Linked DNA regions of Gossypium hirsutum: region 1 is linked to region 2. A link is a contact called in public Hi-C data. All regions are on one chromosome and are shown on one strand. Each heading gives the region's core, a stretch centred on a gene start, on an enhancer-like site or on the middle of the called end of the contact. The rest is flanking DNA. Distances are from core to core; before and after follow the strand shown. Region 1 has its middle 38 kb from the start of LOC107947587. Region 2 has its middle 14 kb from the start of LOC107946298.

Evidence for each region. Hi-C and Micro-C count contacts between places; a contact is called where the count stands out from the background.
Region 1: a contact with region 2 is called in a Hi-C map of leaf, with 2.1 times the contacts expected there. The contact joins two enhancer-like sites. A contact is called at or near these places in 2 of 34 Hi-C or Micro-C datasets (hypocotyl and leaf).

Annotation. Positions count from the first base shown.
Region 1 is chrD12:49,047,414-49,052,089 of Gossypium_hirsutum_v2.1, forward strand. No RefSeq gene overlaps it. Among protein-coding and RNA genes, the nearest start is that of LOC107947587, 38 kb to the right of the region's middle. Within about 2 kb of position 2,703, at least 3 of the 9 cell types and tissues checked have an H3K27ac peak or open chromatin away from gene starts, as enhancers often do. A contact at or near this core is called in hypocotyl and leaf, where this site is marked.
Region 2 is chrD12:48,925,969-48,930,880 of Gossypium_hirsutum_v2.1, forward strand. It overlaps the pseudogene LOC107946300. Among protein-coding and RNA genes, the nearest start is that of LOC107946298, 14 kb to the left of the region's middle. Within about 2 kb of position 3,008, at least 8 of the 9 cell types and tissues checked have an H3K27ac peak or open chromatin away from gene starts, as enhancers often do. A contact at or near this core is called in hypocotyl and leaf, where this site is marked.

The DNA of each region.
Region 1 (4,676 bases), core at 1,453-3,952, 120 kb after region 2:
ATCAAAGCACATGAGTTGCATACGCATGGTCAGTAACTAACTCAAGATTTAGGTAAATCACATCATGAATGTACAAGTGAATTAATTCACAAACGGGATCAGGATTAATTCATCTTGGGTCTAGTCCAATATATCATTCTACCAATGAATACATCTATGTCTCTACTCATGGAGTCAACTGCTCCGATAGCCAAGACTAGCCATCTCCCCATTTGGAACTGTAGACGATATAATAATCCTTCGCAATATTTCAATAAAACGCTCACTTTGATTCTTTTACGGGATTAGCTACTGAAGTAAATTGTCTAAATATTTAGTATATGTTTACAAAATAAACTATAGATTTTGTATTACAAATCCAAAATGAATCGTAATTACAATTTCATAACTACACGTAAGTCTTATTATACAACTAATCATACATAAAATTGACACTACTTCAATAAACAAGCAACAAAATTATTGTGCATCATAATTACGTTGAAATCATTCCAATTTACAATATATACAATATTAAGTTAAAAAACATTTCCAGTTTATAAATTCGTAAATCAACAACATACAAACAATATAATACAGAATGTTGGAACCTACATTCCATACTTAAGAAAAATAGGGTGTGTAAGTGGTGATTTAATATAGATAGTGAAAGTGGGCATTTCGGATGATATTATGATAAGTAACAGAAAAATAAAACATACGATAATTATTTATGTAGTTCGATTTCTTTATTTCTGTAGAGCCTAATATAATGAGATAAATGTACTATTTTTTAACTCAATACAACATGTGAATATTTTCAATATTAAAACTTTAATCAGAAAAAAGAAGAAGTAATATTTTCAAAATTAAAACCAAATTGGACCTTCTTTTATGGAAGCTTGAACTATGAAAAGAGCATCCAAGGCAAAAGCCCATTAAGCGCCGTAAAACCACACCCTTTAAATTTCTCCAAATTGGAGTAAACATGCAATCAATTGATGTAATATGAATTTAGGTCTGAATCTCCAAACATATAAACTTTATAACGAGGGATACATATCATAGTAGTTTTAATGATTCAATTATTGAATTTATTGATATAATTGTAATTGTCAGTAAACTTTCGAACTAATTTGATATATATATCATATCGATCTAAAATACTCTATATGTTAATATATATTCAACGATTAATTTTTTTTACATAAAACAAATAGTTAGAAGTTTTAAATTTATATTAAATTGGATATGCATGATCTACATGAATAGATCGTAAAATATAACAGTGGAATCATTAAAATATTAATTATATAAATAGTTATGTGCCAATGGTCCTTTGGTGGTTCTTATGGACAATCTGTATCAAGTGGCTGAAAACGGATATCCCTCATTTGGGTGGCATGAGGTATGCAAATGATGAGAGGTATGCGGGTGGCAGGTTATTGACCAACCGGGTGATCACTACAAATGGTACAAAATAGAAGACCATTCATAGATGCCTTCTAAATTGCTTCTCATATTGCCATGTGTCTAAATTAAGGTAAAAATATAATAAATAAATAAAAAAGGATGATAACTAAAAATTTCAATTTATTAATCTTAAAACTTTCGCTAACTAATTTGCAAGACGAAGACATGATTTAATACAACAGTTGAGGTTGCAGTTTGTGGATAAGGAAAGATATTGCAAAATAATGTGGAGACGCAAATCAGAATATTTATTAGATGCCATCCATGGATGAACTGAATTAAGTTTGGGCATATAATTTGATTGAGCAACTATACAAAAAAATATGAATATTGGAGATGTTTTGTTTTTCTTCTTATTTTTATTCCTTTGTCTTGTGGTCCTTTCCACATCCTTACTTGTTTTTAACGCTTATAACTTCTGATGGCATTTTGTTTAGCCTGATTAAGACAAATACTAATTTATGTTGCTGTTCAACATATGACTAATTTAAAAAATTATAGAGTTCAAATAACATATGACCTAAGTGTGTATGGAATTATATATTAAGTTATCAATCGAGTTAATGTCACAAATCAATTGAGCACCAACTTGTGACACAAATTCAATTAGGTAATGACTAAAATATCATTATTTTACAAAGTGAAATAAACTATTTTAGGGTGTTTTTGTCCTTTTACATCTTTTATATTAAAAAGTTAGAGAAATAAATTTTCCAATTAAAACTACATTTATTTTTATATTAATTTTTTATAAATATATTTGTTGCATAATTCCGCTCTCCACCCATATATATTTATAATTAAATAATTAATTTAAATTTTGGAGTCCTCATTGTTGGAAGAACTTTACCTGAATTCACTTCGAATTTTGTAATTAAATCTCATATTTATAGCTCTAGTTATTCAAACTTGAGCTCTAACCTCAGGTACAAATTCAAGGGCTAACCGAATAGATGGAGGTGGAATCAAAATCCATTTTAATTCCAATGAACTCCTTTGGGGAAGAAGATCCTTTTCCATCTCTTAGATTTGCCTTTTTAGTGTTAATTTCAATTTAAATTGCTTAATTAATTTCAAAACCCTACCAAACGATTTACCTAGTCCCAAGGCCGAAAGAAGAGGCCCCATCATAGGAGAACCCTTAAAACAGTGAGCTTTTACGTGACAATGACAAATATATATCATATACTCAGAAACCGTGGGAAATAAAGGGAAAGGAAGCTTCTTGGAAAGCTCAAATAAAGCCATTGATGTACTTAAATGTCAAACCAAGACAAGGTTTGGAACAATGATGACAATAGTTAGAAAAAGGTTGTGTTATGTATGTCCCATGCTTTCATGCACGCACCAGGAAGCATCCATCCACCACTGCCATGCAACTTTCCTCCTGCGTAAAGGAAACTACGTTCTCACACAAGAACAAATTGAATAATAAGCAAAATAATGTCAGATTTTATTTAGAAATTCTTCTCACTTGTTGTTTTGTGATAAAAGTAACTTAAAGAAAATTACATTTGAATCTTTACACACATGCTAAATTCAATTACCACAACTTAATACTTATTGTTAGTGCAACAAGTCGCTGATCTTAGCAACTGAGACTTGTTTTGCATCTTTTGACTTGTAATATACGACTATTTTTTTTCAATATTTTATGTAGTGTGAAATATTTAGTACATAATCCATTGAAAGATGTTATTGAAAAATATCTCGTTTGATTGAGGTGAAATTTCTATAAATATTAGATATATGTGTATCATATTAGCTTTATTCAAAAACATCAAAAAACATTTGACAACCGCAACTCAAATTCATACTACACTTGAGGCGGTGAACACTCTTAACCATCATACCATCACTAGTATACAACAAAAAATAGTGAGGGTTTTAAAAACAAATATAAATTTATTTGGTTAAAAATAAATATTAATTATAATTGTTAAACATAAATAAATACAAAAGCACCCAAAATCAAAAATGAAAATTCAAAATCCAAAATCTAAAACTTAAAGTAAAAAAAGAAGAAGTATAAATTATATTTAATTATGTTTAAATAAAGTTAATGTTAAGCCTTTCAATATTTTTTATTTTACACCATTAATGATGTGTTATCTTATAATTATTAAGTAACGGTGCATGAGACTTATTTACTAATAGCGTATCATATATTAATCCTTAATACATTAGATTTAGTAGTAAGAGTATTGTGTTGTATAGTACATAAACTTGGATTCTGTATCAATATATTACATTTATCACTTTAAACCAGTGACAACATTTCCAGAACATTAATTTCAATACAACATTTTCACTAGAACTGGAAACAAACCCATAATGTTCTTCAATGAAACATGTTTATGACCATTATATCAAAAGTCTAAAACCACCAAATCAAGGAGAGACAGAAAATTGAAGAAAGGGGAATAAGAAAAGGACCAGAACTTGAACAAGTGCAGCTTCCAAAAGAAACTTCATCCATTGCTAAACCTAGAAAAATCACTGATGGGTCCAATGGGCCTTTACTCGATTCCTTCATCTTACATTGATATATTCAAGGCCTAAAAACGATGAGCCACCTCCATGGCTCCCCTCTAAAATTCTAAGACGGGAATAACAATACCATTCGATTTTAATATATACATATTTATCTTAAAATTTCATTGCTTTGAATCGAATTTTTATTGAAAAATATCTTTTATGAAATTTTTTAAATTTATTTTTTTATTAATTTTAAAATAATTTAATTTAATTTATTTATTTAGTGTCAACAAGCACCATTAATGTGACAAATCGATATCCGACTCGATCGTCAGGTTTGAGTTACACAATGTCACATTTGTTGTCGGCGTAACTACAATCAAATTACGAGTAAATTTCACCATTAAATAATTAATTTCAATTAAAACGTGTAAGCCTTACTGTTGGGGATAAACCCGATTAAGTAACGAACAAGTAAAATAACAAAGAAATTGAAAAGATTGAATACAAATATTTTACGTGAAAAAATCCCTCCGAAGAGGATAAAAAACCACAAGTAAAGATAAATTCACTATAATGGCAAAAACGAAGAGTAGAAAGGTGGAGATAAAAACTAAACCCGAAAATAAGAACCCTCCAAACTTAAACACAAAATTCCTTAAAAGCTAATACCTAAATGTGTAATGGGTTAAATCTTTCTAGGGTAGAAAAGTATCTATTTATAGACTAAATTCGTAGGTCAAATA
Region 2 (4,912 bases), core at 1,758-4,257:
CTTATTGATCACTTTATCCAAATGCTATTAATCCACAAATTTACTTGTTTTAGACCTCAATGTTCAAGTGTGATCATTCATATTTAAACTTATCTTTCCAAATAGCTTATTCCATTTCAATCGTGACTAGTGGATCAGAAACTGATGAGTACCTTTTGTGCATACAATTCCCTTTTATTCTTCTTCTCTGCGTAATGACGGCTATAACTGCTAAGTTTATGCTGGTGTCTCTTTTTGCAATTTTAAATCTAATGTGACCAAAATTATAATTTTTTTTATTTTATAGTTTTGGTATTCATATATTTGTTTTAAACATCGTTAATACAGCTTTTAATTCGCTATGGAATTACTGGTGGTAAAGGAGCTCTTTCTGATGAGTATGTTATGCTTTCAGCTAAATGCCAGGTATTGTTTATTCTCTTTCTCTTTCATCCTCCTAACTGTCATGCATCAATTACATTTGCGTGTGATTTATGTTGCTGCAGGCTTTAGCAAAGCTTCTCCCTTCACTCAAGAGAAGTGGGCATCGAGTTCTGATTTTTAGCCAATGGACATCAATGCTTGATATCTTAGAGTGGACTTTAGATGTTATTGGAGTTACATATAAACGGCTTGATGGAAGGTGTTGCTTACATTCTGCTTCACTAGATTTTTCTTTGTCCTCCTTTATGGGATAAAAGTTTTGTTGTTTTCTTTTAAATTGCTGGTTCCAGTTTTCTACTATGAGGCTTAACTAGTGCAGGCATTTTTTACGGGCAGATAAACATGGTGTTCCAGTTTCTTTTTCCTATACATTCTCTAACATTATCTGTGCATTGAATATTTCTTACTTTGAGCAGTACTCAGGTGACTGATAGGCAGACTATAGTTGATGATTTCAATAATGACACTTCAATATTTGCGTGCTTGTTGTCCACGAGAGCTGGAGGGCAGGGTTTGAACTTGACAGGAGCTGATACTGTAATTATCCATGACATGGATTTTAATCCACAGATTGACCGGCAGGCTGAAGATCGTTGCCATCGAATTGGCCAAATTAGGCCAGTTACTATATACAGGTGCTCAGAAATACCCTTCTTTTCCCATTTTTTATTTCTTCTTCTTGGCTCATCAATGCATTGTGAAGTTGTAGATGCAAAATTAACATAGTTTCGTATCATTTGCAGGCTGGTTACTAAAGGTACTGTTGATGAGAATGTTTATGAGATTGCAAAAAGGAAGTTGACTCTGGATGCTGCAGTGCTAGAGTCAGGTATTGATATAGAGAACGAAGGTGACACATCTGAGAAAACGATGGGACAAATACTGACATCACTACTGATGAACTAGAACTAAACTAGTATGTGATAGATTTTTGTTTTCTTTACTTTTGCTTATTCTTTGTACACATAAGACCCATTGTTGTATCAGTTCGTAGATGAAGAGAAAATTGTCTTGATCTATTAGATTTAGGATCATTTGAGGGGAAAATCAACCTTTAAAATTTTTAGGGCATGCCTTACATGGGTATTAATTAGCCAACACCAACATAGAAGAATATTTATGAGAAAATTATTAGCAGGAGAGATGGTGACTTTTCGGTGCCTTTCAGATAGAAGTATCAAAACCCCACCTCCTGAATGGCTCCATCTTCTCCTTAAAGAGAAACTAATTGATTTGTGATCTTACATTTGATATAGTAAAGAGTACCAATATTATTATTATCTTAGAACCCTTTTACTTGGTGGAGGTGGATTTACATCGGTATGAACAAATTTTGGTAGTTGGCAGCTAAGTTATTTTTGGAGGTGATTATTTGATACGGGTATGTGTTTGATAGGCTCAAGTATTTTTTTTCTTTTCTTTTCAAAGTATTATTTCCCTCTTCATGCTCAGAGGATTATATTTTGTGCTCATGTCCAAATGCGTCAAATATAGTTATTGAACATTTGTATTTTAGGAAAAATAAATAACTTGGATAGATACGGAGCATATTAAGAAGAATGAAGAGTACCTTAGAGAAAATAAAGCATCTGAGTAATATAGATTAGTAAATTGGTAAATTTCTGGTAAGCTATGAAGATGCCTCGGAGTTTAGGGAATTTGGATATGCAGATGATATGAACTGTTAATTAGCGTTCTGATGTTTGAATGATGGAAAAGTTTGAGGGCAGGAATATATTTTCACAAGAACGAACACTTCTCTATTGATTGACTCAAACATACCACGTGATAAAATTTCATGCGTAAACTATTTTTAGTTCAAATTGCAAATTCTGCTTTTTTTAAATCTTGTAATTGGCATGTAGTATATGGTAGGCATAAGGTTTGTAATACAAGGCACGAGGGAGGGAATATTTGTGGGATAGGGATGGAGAGCAGCCCCCCCATGTGGAGGGCTGGAGGCGGAGAAAAGATGCAGGGGCCACTCCAGGGTGGGGCGCCCTACAATTACTTCTCGTCTACGGCCTACCCTACCAAATAACAATTGCCATCACCATTGGACCGTACTACCTATCTCTACCGAGGTAATTCATGTCTCCTTTGTTCACATGATATATTTTAAGGTAAATAAAAGATAAAATGTTATTTCTAAGGTACTGTTGATACGAAATGTTAAATACTTTAATAATGATTAAGAAGTCGAGATTCGAAGGTACACATGTTTTTGAATACTAAAATAAAAGAGAAATCCTCTCAAATTTTGGATTAATTTTTAATATTGGATAAGTAACGCCCACCTTCGAAAATTAATGGTAGATATAAAGACATGGTTTTAGGTAAGCAATGGTCCAGAATCTATAAATGGGTTGCATGGAGGAGGTAAAATGAGTGAGTCCATCAATCAATGATACTAAAAGAGGGGGTTTGGGAATGGGAAAAACATGGAAAAATTGTTAGTTGGAATGTAATTTCGCTTAAAATTCCGTTTTAAAGATATTTGTTGCTGCGTCCATCCCCATCTCCTTTTTCTCTCTCTTTCTCTTTCATGTTAAGAGAATCTTTTTACGGCTTTGATGAAAATGATGATTGATGGAGAAAATTTGGCTGCCCGTGACCTCCAACCGTCTCTTTTACTTGCTGTCATTATTTGTAGGTTAAGTGGTTAAAATTTACCCCCCAAAAGAACAGAAAATTCCTGCTTAAAAGTGACACCATGAATCATTTGATTTGTTCAGGTTTGGTTTCTACTTTCCTTTGTGCTTTTAGACTCTGACGGAAGGTCGTTTTGATTTTTAAAAAATACATTAAAAATTAATTGAACTGAAACTGACTTCAGTTTTTTTTTTGACAGAAAACTGACTTCAGTTGATTGGTTTAATAGGTTTTCTATTATATATAAAGAAAAAGGTTGCCTAAAGACTAGATCTTGAGCATGAACATGAAGTCAACCATAAACTTGAAATTAAAAACAAATCTCTTGTTAGTGATTTAGAATAAAAAAATTAAAACACTTCAAAATTAGTATTTTTCAATAATTTATTTTTACATACCTTTGATAATTCAAAATAACAAATAATTTTGATAGATTTTTTTCTATAAAAAAGTGTGGAACATGATATGTAAATAAGTAAAATCTTTTAATTAATTCAATTTTAATTTATTTGTTTTTACATTTTATTATTTCATAAAAAATGATGTTTAAAATTTAATTTTATCTAGAATAAAGTGAAATATTTAAAAATTAAGGATGCAAATTTTTATAATTTAAAATTTTTATTTATCAAACACTCAAATTCTATTTGGTAATCAATTATAAATAATATATTTTATAATTTAAAATTTTAATTATTGCTTATCTTTTAATACTTTAATTTTTAATTTATCAATTAGTTTAAAAAAAATTAGGTAGGAATAATAAATAAGTTAACTTTTGTAATACAAGTTAAGGAGAATTAGCAGGATTTTCTGGAACTCTACTGTCAGAATAAGAACAGTGATGGATTAATTAGATTTGTTTAATTAATAAAACTTAAACACTCCATTACACAGAAGAAGGAATTAAAATAAAAAAAGAAATAGTGGGGGTGGTGGGTAGAGGTCATATTCCCAGTGCTTGTCAAAACATGTCTCTCTCTCTTAAATGCTTGAATCCGAGCAGAGAGACAGTAAAAAGTAAGAGAGGCGAGGCAAGGGCAATGGAGGAGTGGGCGCCATGTGTCCTTAGAAACCCAGGTGTCGCCATCAGCTCACATGCATGAAACCCAATTCACATGTTTCCCTGTTTTAATGAAAAATTGTACATTCATTCTTGTGGGTATTCATTCCAGTTTCACCATCTCCATATTAATTGCAGTTCCTTTTTAACTGCTGCCTGGCTACACCACACAAAGCTATCCATCCCAACTTCTAAACACTGTTTCAAATGTGCTCCGCCGTTTTTCAACTTCTCCACTCCCTTACACCCTCTAACTGTGAAAACAACTATTTTATATGGATGATACACAGCAGGGATGCAGTGCAGTGTATAACATCTTACATATATTTTATAATATTTTATTATTTATTTTTAATGACTTTGAAAATTAGTTATTAAATATATATCGTAATACTTTATGAATCTTATGCCAATAAATAAATGAGACTTTAATTCATAGTATTTTGGTGTGTGTTTAAATTATTTCGATTGGTTGGTGAAACTAATTCACTCCAGGGATAGATATACTCTACTCAATATTACAAGCTTACAGTATAAATACAAACTAGTGGGTGAATTTTATTTTATTTAATTAAAATATTTGAAATCAAATTTAAAACATTATTTTATATTTTAAAATTGTTGTTTAATTTTGTTAATATAGCAACAAAAAAAAAACTTTATGGATATTATTAAATTTTAATAATACATTATACATTACATTATAATACAAATATTCTAAGCACTATAAATGGTTAACTAAATAATAATTGTTTTTTTACTTATAAATAATGA